Linked DNA regions of Mus musculus: region 2 is linked to region 1. A link is a contact called in public promoter capture Hi-C data. All regions are on one chromosome and are shown on one strand. Each heading gives the region's core, a stretch centred on a gene start, on an enhancer-like site or on the middle of the called end of the contact. The rest is flanking DNA. Distances are from core to core; before and after follow the strand shown. Region 1 holds the start of H2ac1 (H2A clustered histone 1). Region 2 has its middle 31 kb from the start of Gm22013.

Evidence for each region. Promoter capture Hi-C pulls out the DNA fragments that hold promoters and counts their contacts.
Region 2: a promoter capture Hi-C map of embryonic stem cells shows a contact between it and region 1, with 2.0 times the contacts expected there. The contact joins the enhancer-like site here to the promoter of H2ac1 in region 1. A contact is called at or near these places in 5 of 39 promoter capture datasets (cranial neural crest, embryonic stem cells, liver and 2 more) and 1 of 9 other capture datasets (macrophages).

What each region holds. Positions count from the first base shown.
Region 1 is chr13:23,932,891-23,937,929 of GRCm38.p6, reverse strand. H2ac1 (H2A clustered histone 1) reads right to left here and starts at 3,493. Exons shown (of 1, transcript NM_175658.3): 1 at 3,017-3,493. The coding sequence starts at 3,468. The coding sequence ends at 3,079. It overlaps H2bc1 (H2B clustered histone 1), which reads left to right and starts at 3,774. Exons shown (of 1, transcript NM_175663.2): 1 at 3,774-4,205. The coding sequence starts at 3,774. The coding sequence ends at 4,157. Gm33516 (a long non-coding RNA gene) reads right to left here and starts at 4,493. Exons shown (of 3, transcript XR_382128.3): 1 at 4,207-4,493.
Region 2 is chr13:24,514,591-24,520,200 of GRCm38.p6, reverse strand. It overlaps a transcript of Ripor2 not described here. Among named protein-coding and RNA genes, the nearest start is that of Gm22013, 31 kb to the right of the region's middle. Within about 2 kb of position 2,025, at least 15 of the 459 cell types and tissues checked have an H3K27ac peak or open chromatin away from gene starts, as enhancers often do. A contact at or near this core is called in embryonic stem cells, where this site is marked.

The DNA.
Region 1 (5,039 bases), core at 2,244-4,743:
AGAAGAGCCGGGCGTGGTGGTGCATGCCTTTAATCCCAGCACTCAGGAGGCAGAGGCAGGTGGATTTCTGAGTTCGAGGCCAAAGCGAGTTCCAGGACAGCCAGGGCTATACAGAGAAACCCTGTCTCGAAAAACAAAACAAAACAAAACAAAACAAAACAAAACAAAACAAAACAAAACAAAACAAGAGACTGAGGGAAAGGGGGTCCAGTGACTGGCTCAAATTGGGATCCATCTCAAGGGGAGACTCCAAGGCCTGACACTATTACTGATGCTATGGTGTGCTTACAGACAGGAGCATAGCATGGCTGCCCTCTGAGAGGCCTAACAAGCAGGTGACTGAAACAGAAGCAGATACTTTTACTCAATCAATGGACTGAAGTTGGGAAACCCCTGTGGTTGAATTAGAAAAGCTGGGAGAAATTGAGGAGGAGGGTGACCCAATGGGAAGACCAGCAGTCTCAACAAACCTGAACCCCCAAGATCTCTCAGACAGAGCCAGCAATCATGCAGCATACACTGGCTGGTCAGTGGCCTCTGACACATATACAGCAGAGGACTGCCTGATCTGGCCTCATTGAGAGAAGATGCACCTAACCTTTGAGAGACTTGAGGCCCCAGGGAGTGGGGAGGCCTGGCAGGGTATGGGTGTGTATGTGTGGGGGTATGGGGACATCCTCTTGGAGACAGGGGAGGAGGAATGGGATGAGAAACTGTTGGAGGGCAATGGGAGGGGGATAACGACTGGACTGTAAAAAAGATATACAAAGCAACAACAACCCACCAAACAAACAAATAAACAAACAACCCCCAAACTCTTCACCTCCAACAGATTCTCAGTCCATTTTATACATATCCTCCAGAGCTGGGTGTGGCTGTGAACCTGTGTAAGGCAGCTCTCAGTAGTCAGGAAGGAGGAGCCAGTTCAAGATCGGCTCTGACTACACAGGGAAGTCTCTCCTAACTTTTAAAATATTCTCATGCAAAAATAATTTGAGGACAGCACTTTGAGATTTATTTTGCTTCATAACTTGAAGATAATATTCAACCATTCTGACTTCAGTGGTCCCTAATAAGAAATCCATGACTTTTCAGAGGAGACAAAACTATCTTTTCCCTAAGATTTTTTCCATTTGGTCTCAAGAATTGTCACAAGCCAAATGAATAGTAAAAATATGTATGTGTACATTTGCCATAAATGTATAATAAATGTATAATGTATAATAGTGGCTAAAAACTAGCTCCATTTCAAACTGAATTTCAAACTAAGTCATTGTACATAAAAGAAAAACCTGGGAGGTAGCAGGACCTTCTTCTTGGCCTAAGGATTGTTAGGCGCAGGCTGCCTAGAGCATGCCCGACCCTCAGGCGAGCCTCATTAGTAGTTGAGTCTGGACAGCAATTTGAAGAGGAGACTGATCTTAAAGCTACCTTATCATCAAAAAATTGGTTTTCTGTTCAGATTGTGTAATTGTTACCCTAAAATATTGACCAGACACTCATTCTGCATTGGTAATCTCACCTAACTTTTGCTTGTTCGGGGGCAGGGAAGAGGGGGAGGTAGGTGTCTCATGTAGCAGAAGAATCCCCAAAGTTGAGACAGCTGTGGTTTGTGCAGCAGCTCTCAGATTGGCAAAGGAGGCTATTGTCACATTACTATAAATAAACTTGTTTTTACCTTTTAAATTGAAATTTTGTGTTGCAGGATATTTTATCATGCTGTGAACCTTGTGCTACTTATTGAAAAAAAAACCTGTTTCTAGTTGTGGTGTGGTTCAGCCCTTAGCACACACCATTAATTCCCACTGGTTGGGATACAGACAGGCCCTTAGTATAACATCTTTAATTCCAAAACAATGAAGGTAAAGTTAATTTGCAGAAGGAAGCACTTAGGTTTAAAAGTCTGGTTGAGTGGCAGACAAAGTGGTGAGTAAGATTTGACAGAATAGGATAGGCCCAATTCTCCCAAGAAGAGAGGAAAGGAAAGCCACTTAAGGGACAGAGAGAAGAAGTGTAACAGTTTTACTGGGAGAGTTTTATAGAGAGAGGCTGAAGAGAGAACAAGTAGACACAGGTGAAGACAGAGCAACCTAGAAGATTAGAACAGATTGCCAAATTAGTATGAGGCCAAGCAGAGTAATTCAGTAAGGAACTGAAAGAAGCTAGATTGAATCAGTCAGCTTGGAGACAAGTTTGAGCCAGAACAGCTGAGTTGAGTCAGTCAGCCCACAGCTCAGAAAGAGCTAGAAAGGGTGAGCTTATTCAGCAGTAAGTCTCAGAGGCTGAGAACATTCGAGGCCTTGATAAGATTGTACAGAGGCCAGAAGCTTCCAGAGTTAGGCCCAGCTTAGCAAATGGAGTCAGTAAGCATTTACAAAATGAATAAATAAATCAAATGGTTTTATTTTCTAGCTAAAAACTCTTAATACCCATTCTTGGATTTCAAAAAATTATGACAATTGGGCTGGACAGATGAAACAAATACTAAAAACACTCGCTACTTTTGCAAAGGATCTAAGCTTGGTTCCTAATATCCCTACGGCAGCTCCCGATGGCCATTTGCTCCAGTTGCTAAGATATCTAACCCTCTATCCTCTGTAGAGGATACTACAAGCAAACATTCATAAAAACTACAAGTTGGTAAGCCTTTTACTCCAGCCCTCAAAACTGACAGGAATAACTCATTTTTTTTTTTTCCCGAATGGGTTTGTTTGAGCAACATTCTAGGTTTTTACTCATTTTGTAGCACTGATACAAGTTTTTTAAGGCACTTTTGAGAAATTGCAGAACTGGATCATCCTGTGCTAACTTTCAGCTAAGAAGGAGCTGAATTAGTGGCTTACTTTTGAGTAATACTTCATTCACACAACCCTTAAACACCTCTACGTTCCTACCCTAATACTTTGCCACAGAAGGCCGTAGAATACTGTCAGTATTAACAGCTGGTAGAGGTCCAAATGAAGTCTGAAATTGACCGTCGTTGATTATACCTGTCATGCACAGCTTTTCGTGAAAATGAAGGTGGCTCTGAAAAGAGCCTTTTTGTTTTAAACTGATGGTTGCTGTCTTGTGCAGGAGTCACTTGGTCTGGGACTTGTGGCTCTCGGTCTTCTTGGGCAGCAGCACGGCCTGGATGTTGGGCAGGACGCCACCCTGCGCGATGGTCACGCGGCCAAGCAACTTGTTGAGCTCCTCGTCGTTGCGGATGGCCAGCTGCAGGTGGCGAGGAGTAATGCGCGTCTTCTTGTTGTCCCGGGCTGCGTTGCCCGCCAGCTCCAGGACCTCAGCTGTCAAGTATTCTAGCACTGCCGCCAGATACACTGGTGCACCAGCCCCAATTCGTTGTGCGTAGTTCCCTTGGCGGAGAAGCCGGTGCACACGACCCACAGGAAACTGCAAACCTGCCCTGGAAGAGCGAGACTTGACCTTGGCACGAGCCTTGCCACCCCGCTTTGTAGGACCAGACATGATTCTTCAAAAGTCTTAAAGCGGTAAGCGAGGCCCCCATGACCACGCCTATTTATAGTCTAATGGCAGCTTATGCTCAACACCTGATTGGCTGATTGATGATGGATTAACCAATTAGAAATCACAGCTTGAATTCCCCTTATTTGCATGCACCCAGCACTTACTGTCCAATCAGATTGCATGTACCCATACGTCATCCAATGTCCACGCCTATAAATACCCCGCTTCTCAACCTCAAGTCGTGTGTGTTTTCTCAGCAGTTGGAACTGTTTTGAGACGTTGGTGTGGGAAAGGTTACTTGAGCCATGCCGGAGGTGGCGGTAAAGGGTGCTACTATTTCCAAGAAAGGCTTCAAGAAAGCGGTCACCAAGACCCAGAAAAAGGAGGGCCGGAAACGTAAGAGATGCCGCAAGGAGAGCTACTCCATTTACATCTATAAGGTGCTGAAACAAGTGCACCCCGACACCGGCATCTCCTCCAAGGCCATGAGCATCATGAACTCCTTTGTGACAGACATCTTCGAGCGCATCGCGAGCGAGGCGTCCCGCCTGGCGCATTACAACAAGCGCTCGACCATCACGTCCCGGGAGATCCAGACGGCCGTGCGCCTGCTGCTGCCCGGGGAGCTGGCCAAGCACGCGGTGTCGGAGGGCACCAAGGCCGTCACCAAGTACACCAGCTCCAAGTGAGCTCGCAGGGCTCACAACAAACCCAAAGGCTCTTTTAAGAGCCACCCACCTCTTCTGTTGAGAGAGCTGCGTTTACTTGCTGGTCCTATACTGCGGTTGGGTGTGCGGGCTCTTGACTAGCAGCACCTGGTCCAGTCTGTACTTAGGGCCTGAGTCTCGCTTGCCATCAGAACAGCTTTTCAAATGTGGCGTTCACACAACAAAGTGATTCAGCGCATAAAGCTGGGGGCTCCCTGGCCTGATGTCTTTGTAGTGAGGGTGTCAGGCGTTAGTTTAGCTGGAAATGTAACAGTCGGTAGGGCTGCCTCATCTCAAATGCTTTTATTGTGTAATATGTTAGCCTCCGTCAACTGACAAACGGTAATAACGGCATTTCATGCTCCTGCCAAAATGGCGGCGGCGGCGTATGCTTTTGAGTGACGCCATCTCTAGTCAGAGGGTCGAGCTGTCCCAGCATTTAGATCCTTGGTATTTTTGTGATCGCTCTAAATGGGCACTGCTTCTTTCTAAACCTGACATAGCTTTAACATCATGTATAGTCTGGCTCTGATATTGAAAATGTTAACTGGGTAGGCTGAGGTAATGCTACTACTGAACAGAACCAGCAAGGACAGGAAGTTTAAACAAGAAAACCCTGCTCTACTGCACAGTCGTCCACCATCCTCTGCCGTGGTGATACCCTAGTCTGTACAGTACACATTCATACTATTGATAATATATTAATAATTATATATTTATATATAATATATAAATATTATATATATATATATATTTGATAATACTGTTTTGTTAATTTCCATGGCTTTTCCAGGCAGTGCCACTCATTGGGTACTGTCTTTATTGCTATATTGCTGTGAAGAGACACCATAACCAAGGCAACTC
Region 2 (5,610 bases), core at 776-3,275, 580 kb before region 1:
GCTGGAGATCAAATGGAAGGCTTCTGTGTGCACAGTCTATTAACAGCGGCTGCCTCTGCTCCCTAACCTTGCGGCCAGTTCAAGTGCGAGCATTTGAGATGCTCCGTCGCTTTCTCCGCTGGTAGCTATCTATCAAGTCCTTTCTCAAGATGTCTTCAGATGCCCATCTTTCACAAAATTCCCTCCACACCATGTCACCTGGGCGTGACTTCCCTGTCAGACATTATTTGTTCTCCGGTGTTACTCCAATGTGAAGAGTTACCACATAGCTGAAACGGACACCAGTGTATGAGCTGAGTGGGTTTCACCCAGCCACCGATGGGCAGGCAAGCACTAATAGAAAATCAGAAAGTTACCACTCTGCCCTGGAGCATCCAGTCTCAGCAGGAGTAAGCACATCTTCTCTCACTGAAGTCCAACCAGGAAGTCCAGTTAGGGGAAGGGGAGCCAATGACAGGCAGCAGAGGCAGAGACAGCCCCCTGTGCAACTGTTAGGAGACCCACATGAAGACCAAGCTGCACATCTGCTCCAAAAGAATAGGGGGGCCTAGGTCCAGTCCCTGCTTGGTTGATGGTTCAGACTCTGTGAACCCCATGGGCCCAGATTAACTGACTTTGTAGGTCTTCTTGCAGTGTCCTCGGCCCCTCTGGATCCCTCAGTCCTACCCCCCACTCTTCCACAAGTCCTGCCTGATGTTTGGCTGTGGGCTTCTGCAACTGTGTGTCCATCTGCTGCTGGATGAAACTGCTCAGAAGCTAGGCTCTCCTTCTCTGAGAAGGGGTGCGGGGAGGATAATGGAAGGAGGGACTTGTAGAGGTGGGACTTGGAGGAGAAGGGACTGCAATCAGGATGTACAGTGAATAAGTAAATAATAAATAAGAAAGTCTAAAAGTTCTGAAAACTCTAGAGCTCTTCTCTGTGAGGTTTGGAAATCATAGAATCTTTCAAACTCGCATTTCTGCGTCACCATGGACATATGAGAGTCATTGGAAAGCAGAAGTCTGTGACTAAAGTTCCCATCGCATCCAGGGAAGCCATTATATTGCATTCATGTATTTGGGGATGACATCAATTTCCATTAACGGCTATGCTCCTTGTTAGGTTTGTGAAATACCACTGTGGCGCCACCTTGTGGCCACTACCCAGAACGCTTACAGAATCTTGTACTTGACCATCACAGAGGTCTTGGCTCCTCACATCAATATTTTTATATTTAAAAAATAAAGTGAAATACAGCCTTGGAAAATCCTAAATCTAGAGAGAGCTTTTACAGTTTTTAGCTGAAGTGAACCCAGTGAGGATTCATAGTAGTTACCATGAAAACAAAATTAGAGTTTGTACTTGATATTCATTGCTAGATTTCCCTCAACATCATTGGGTTGTATTTCCACACTATTTCTTAAATAAAACTGGCCACTGGTCTGTAAAAGTTGCCATATTCCGTTTATGTTAATTAATTCTTCACAGGCCGTTTAACTTCTTTTTTTAAAAACTTGTATCCCTAATAATTTTTAATTAGTAGTAAGATCTCCATTGAGATTAGATCTTGATCAGGAAGGGGGAGGGGGGTGTGTGTGTGTTGTTTGTGTTTGTGTGTGTTGTGTGTGTTTTGTGTGTGTGTATGTGTGTGTGATGTGTGTATGTGTGTTGTGTGTATTGGTGTGTGTTGTGTATGTGTGTGTGTTTGTATGTATGGTGTGTGTGTGTTTGTGGTATGTGTGTGTGGTGTATGGTGTGTGTTGTGTATGTGTGTGGTGTGTGTGTGTTTGTGGTATGTATATGTGTGTGTGGTGTATGGTGTGTGTTGTGTATGAGTGTGGTGTCTGTGTTGTTTGTGTGTGTGTTGTGTATGTGTGTGGGGTGTGTGTGTTGTTTGTGTGTGTGTTGTGTATGAGTGTGGTGTGTGTGTGTGTTGTTTGTGTTTGTGTGTGTGTTGTGTATGAGTGTGGTGTGTGTGTGTTGGGGGTGGTGGTAAGTAGCACAGGGCATGCTCCATGCCTCCTGGCCATCCCCATTCACAGATCCTGGTGTCCTGGGGCTGGTGGGAGTTGCAGAGATCTGATTGAGGTACAGTCAGGGAGAGGGTGATTCAAAAGCTTCTATTTATTTAGTTTTAGAATCGTTCTAGACAAAGAACTGGAAAGAAATGCCCTTGGCATTTACATTTCTCCTACCTGGAAACAGTACTTGAAGTTTCTATAGAAATTCTCTACTGAATAAGAATGCTCTGGAAAACAGGGGAGGGGGTGTGGGGGTGGCAGGTGGAGGGTGGGGCACTAAGGATACTGACAGTGTGACCACTGTCAAGATGAGCCTGGCCTGGTGGTACATGCCTGTCATCCCAAGCTTGAGAGTCGGAGGCCAAAGATCAGGAATTGAAGGTCTTCCTTGCATTGCTGTCCCAGAACAAGAAAATCACAAAAGGAGGAGAACAGAGGAGGAAACTCACCGCCCCTCCTCCCCCACGAGCTCCCCAGGGAGGTCAAAGCCAAAGGTCCCTATGTCTTAACCTGAATGTCTGAGCTGGAAAGCTGTTTCACTATTCTAAAAATAAATAAAAGCCAAGGCTGGACCCTGGGTTTAAGACTCTGCACATTAAACCATCTGAAGGACAGCCTGGGAGGCGGTGATCTGTGGAACTCCTCCCAGCTTTGGAAACATTGGTTTTTGACTGTCAGTCATCCCCAGTTCCTGTGGTCCTTTAGTGAGTTCCGGCACGTGGGAAGCTGTGTTTCTTTGGGGTCAAAAGTCAGACTTGTAGGAGACTGAAGCAGGGATGGGTTTTGAGGTGTTGGTTTAATCCATGGGCTTCTGGGTTTCCAAAGGATGCTACATTTGCCCTCAATGCCAGCGTTCAGAAAACAAATTGTTAAGGGTAGACATCTTGTGTGGGATTAAAAGCCACAGGGATGCTCGGTTTTTCTAAATAACAAGTTTGTTTGTTTATAACAAGTTTGTTTGTTTGTTTGTTTGTTTGTTTCATGTAACCAGGCTGGCCTTGAATTCTCTATGTAGCTGAGAATAACATCTAACGCCTGATTTTTCCTTAATTTCCTGGTGTGCTATATCATAGACATATACCAGCCAATATGTTTATACAGTGCTGAGATCGAACCCAAGACCTTATACATAAGTAGGCTAACAACTACTCTACCAAAGGAACCAGTTACATCCCCAGCCCACACATGAACCATTTATGCCTGCATGCAGGTCTGTGTACCACACGTTTATAGCGCCTGTGGAAGAGAGCATTGTCTCTTCTGGGACTGGAATTACAGATGGTTTGAGCTGCCATATAGGTGTTGGGAGTCAAACCTTGGTCCTGGAGGAGCAGCCAGCAGAGCTCTTAACAGCCGAGCCATCTCTCCAGCCCCAAGGGAGCCACTTTTGAAAGCCTTTTACTCAGCAAGATAGTTCTATAAATGATTGTTACTTACAAGTTACAGACTGAACAAAACCACTCAGAACCCCATAAAAGCTTTCATTTCAGGCTACTGTGTGCAGAAAAGAGGGGCATTATTTTACTTCCATTTATTGACATGGTGATGGGGGTCCTTCTGTTAGATATTTGCATAGCTACAATATGCAGAGAAGACAGGATTGGGTTTCCCTTGGTAAGGCTTATGATAATGTACATGGGTGATCTAGAGAATATCTGTGCTAAGCAAATGAAAACCAACCACAGGGCTAGGTGTGAAAGGTTCATGTCTAATACTGGTGTCCAAGAGACTCACGCAAGAGGACTATCTTAAGATTTAGGTCAACCCAGGCTGCATAGTAAGGGCCAGACCAGCCAACGCTACAGAGTTAGGCCTTGTCTCATAAAAACAAACCAAAATGGAATGAAAAGAAGAAAAAGAAGAAGAAGAAAGAAAGGACAGAAGGCAGATTGCAGGCATGAGTGTTCTGAAGGACTTTGGAAGTTCAGCATGGCAGCCAGCGAGGCAGTCACTATAAATCCTTGGTTTTCCTTCAAAATGAGAATTGCCAGAACCCCTCAAACACTCATTATCCTATAAACACTCATTATCCTATAAACACTCATTATCCTATGGTGGTTGCTGTACATTTGTCTTCTCTTTTTGCTCTACTTTTTTTTTTTTTTTTTTTCTGAGACAGGGTTTCTCTGTGTAGCCCTGGCTGTTCTGGAACTCACTTTGTAGACCAGGCTGGTCTTGAACTCAGAAATCTGCCTGCCTCTGCCTCCCAAGTGCTGGGATTAAAGGCGTGCACCATCACTACCCAGCTACATTTTTTAAAGTTAAAAAAACCCAAACATATGCATATTTCTCAAAACCTCATTTGTATGAATTCCACAATATGAATTGTCACACAGTGATTTTCGAATTGGTGAACATTCCCTGTAAAACAGTGGCCCTCATCTTAAAAGGTCCTGGACAATTTCAAATAGAAAAAAATATATAGAGAGGAAAGTGTTAAGGATATGGAAAAAGATTGCCTCTGAAATGAAGATGGCGAGAGCCAAGAGGCTAGAGGCTGGGAGCTAGAGATTGCAGGCTGAGACTGGAGGGCAGGAAGCTGGGAGATAGAGGTTAAAGGTCAGGACTGGAAGCAGGAAGCTCTAGAGGCTGAGACCCAGAGAATAGCAGCTGAAGGCTAGAGGGGGCAGGAGCCAACAAAGGTTTGAATCTCCAGGAGACCATAGTTAAGGAGGGCAGTTTCATTAGACACTTCCTCTTTTTCTTTCAGCTTGTGTGTGTGTGTACGTGAGTGTGTGCATGAGTGTGTGTGTGCTTGTATCACTGCATGGATGAAGGTTAGAGGACAATCTGTAAAAGTTGATTCTCCCTCAGGGGACAGGAGTCTTGAACTGGTTGACTTTCTCTGCAAGATAAAGAATTAAAAGGCAGGAAAGTCTTGAGCACAGCAGATAGAGGTAGAGACATTGCAAACACAGCAGAGTAGCAGAGTCAGCGGTTAAAGAAAGACGTTGATTGGGGGGAGGAAACTCACAGGTACAGCAAGACACAGAGGGAAAAACCTCTCTGCCAAACAGAGGGGGCGGGGCTCAGATACAGAGAGGGGGCGGGGCTCAGATGCAGAGAGGGGGCGGGGCTCAGATGCAGTCTCTCATCTGGGGCTCGGGTTTAAGCATCAGTTGATGGGCCCTCCTCTCCTAATCTAGGGATGGTCAGGGTAAATGACAGGGTAGCTGAGAGGTCTACAACTTTGGTGTAAACATCTGGCTTTGAACTTGTCTGACCAGTCCTTCAGCATGCTGATCTCACTGGCTGGAGAAAAAAAAAAGCCTGCTAGTCTTTGGTTTTAAGCTGCCAGGCTTTGGTCTCTGGTCAGAAGGGCAAGGAAGAAGCCACCATCTTGGAAGTTGACTTATCCTTATTACTTACCTGTCTTAGTCATGGCCCCTCTCCCTATCTGTCTGTCTATCAGGCATCAAATGTCTAGTCTGTGGTGGTCTGAATGAGAATGGTCCCATAGTCTCATGGTCGAATGCTCAGTTCCCAGTTAGTGGGAATGTTTGAACACTGTTAGGAGACATGGCCTTGCTGGCGTAGGGTGTGGCCCGTTGGAGGAGTTATGTCACTGGGGGTGGGCTTTAAGGTTTAGGAAACCCAAGACAGGTCCAG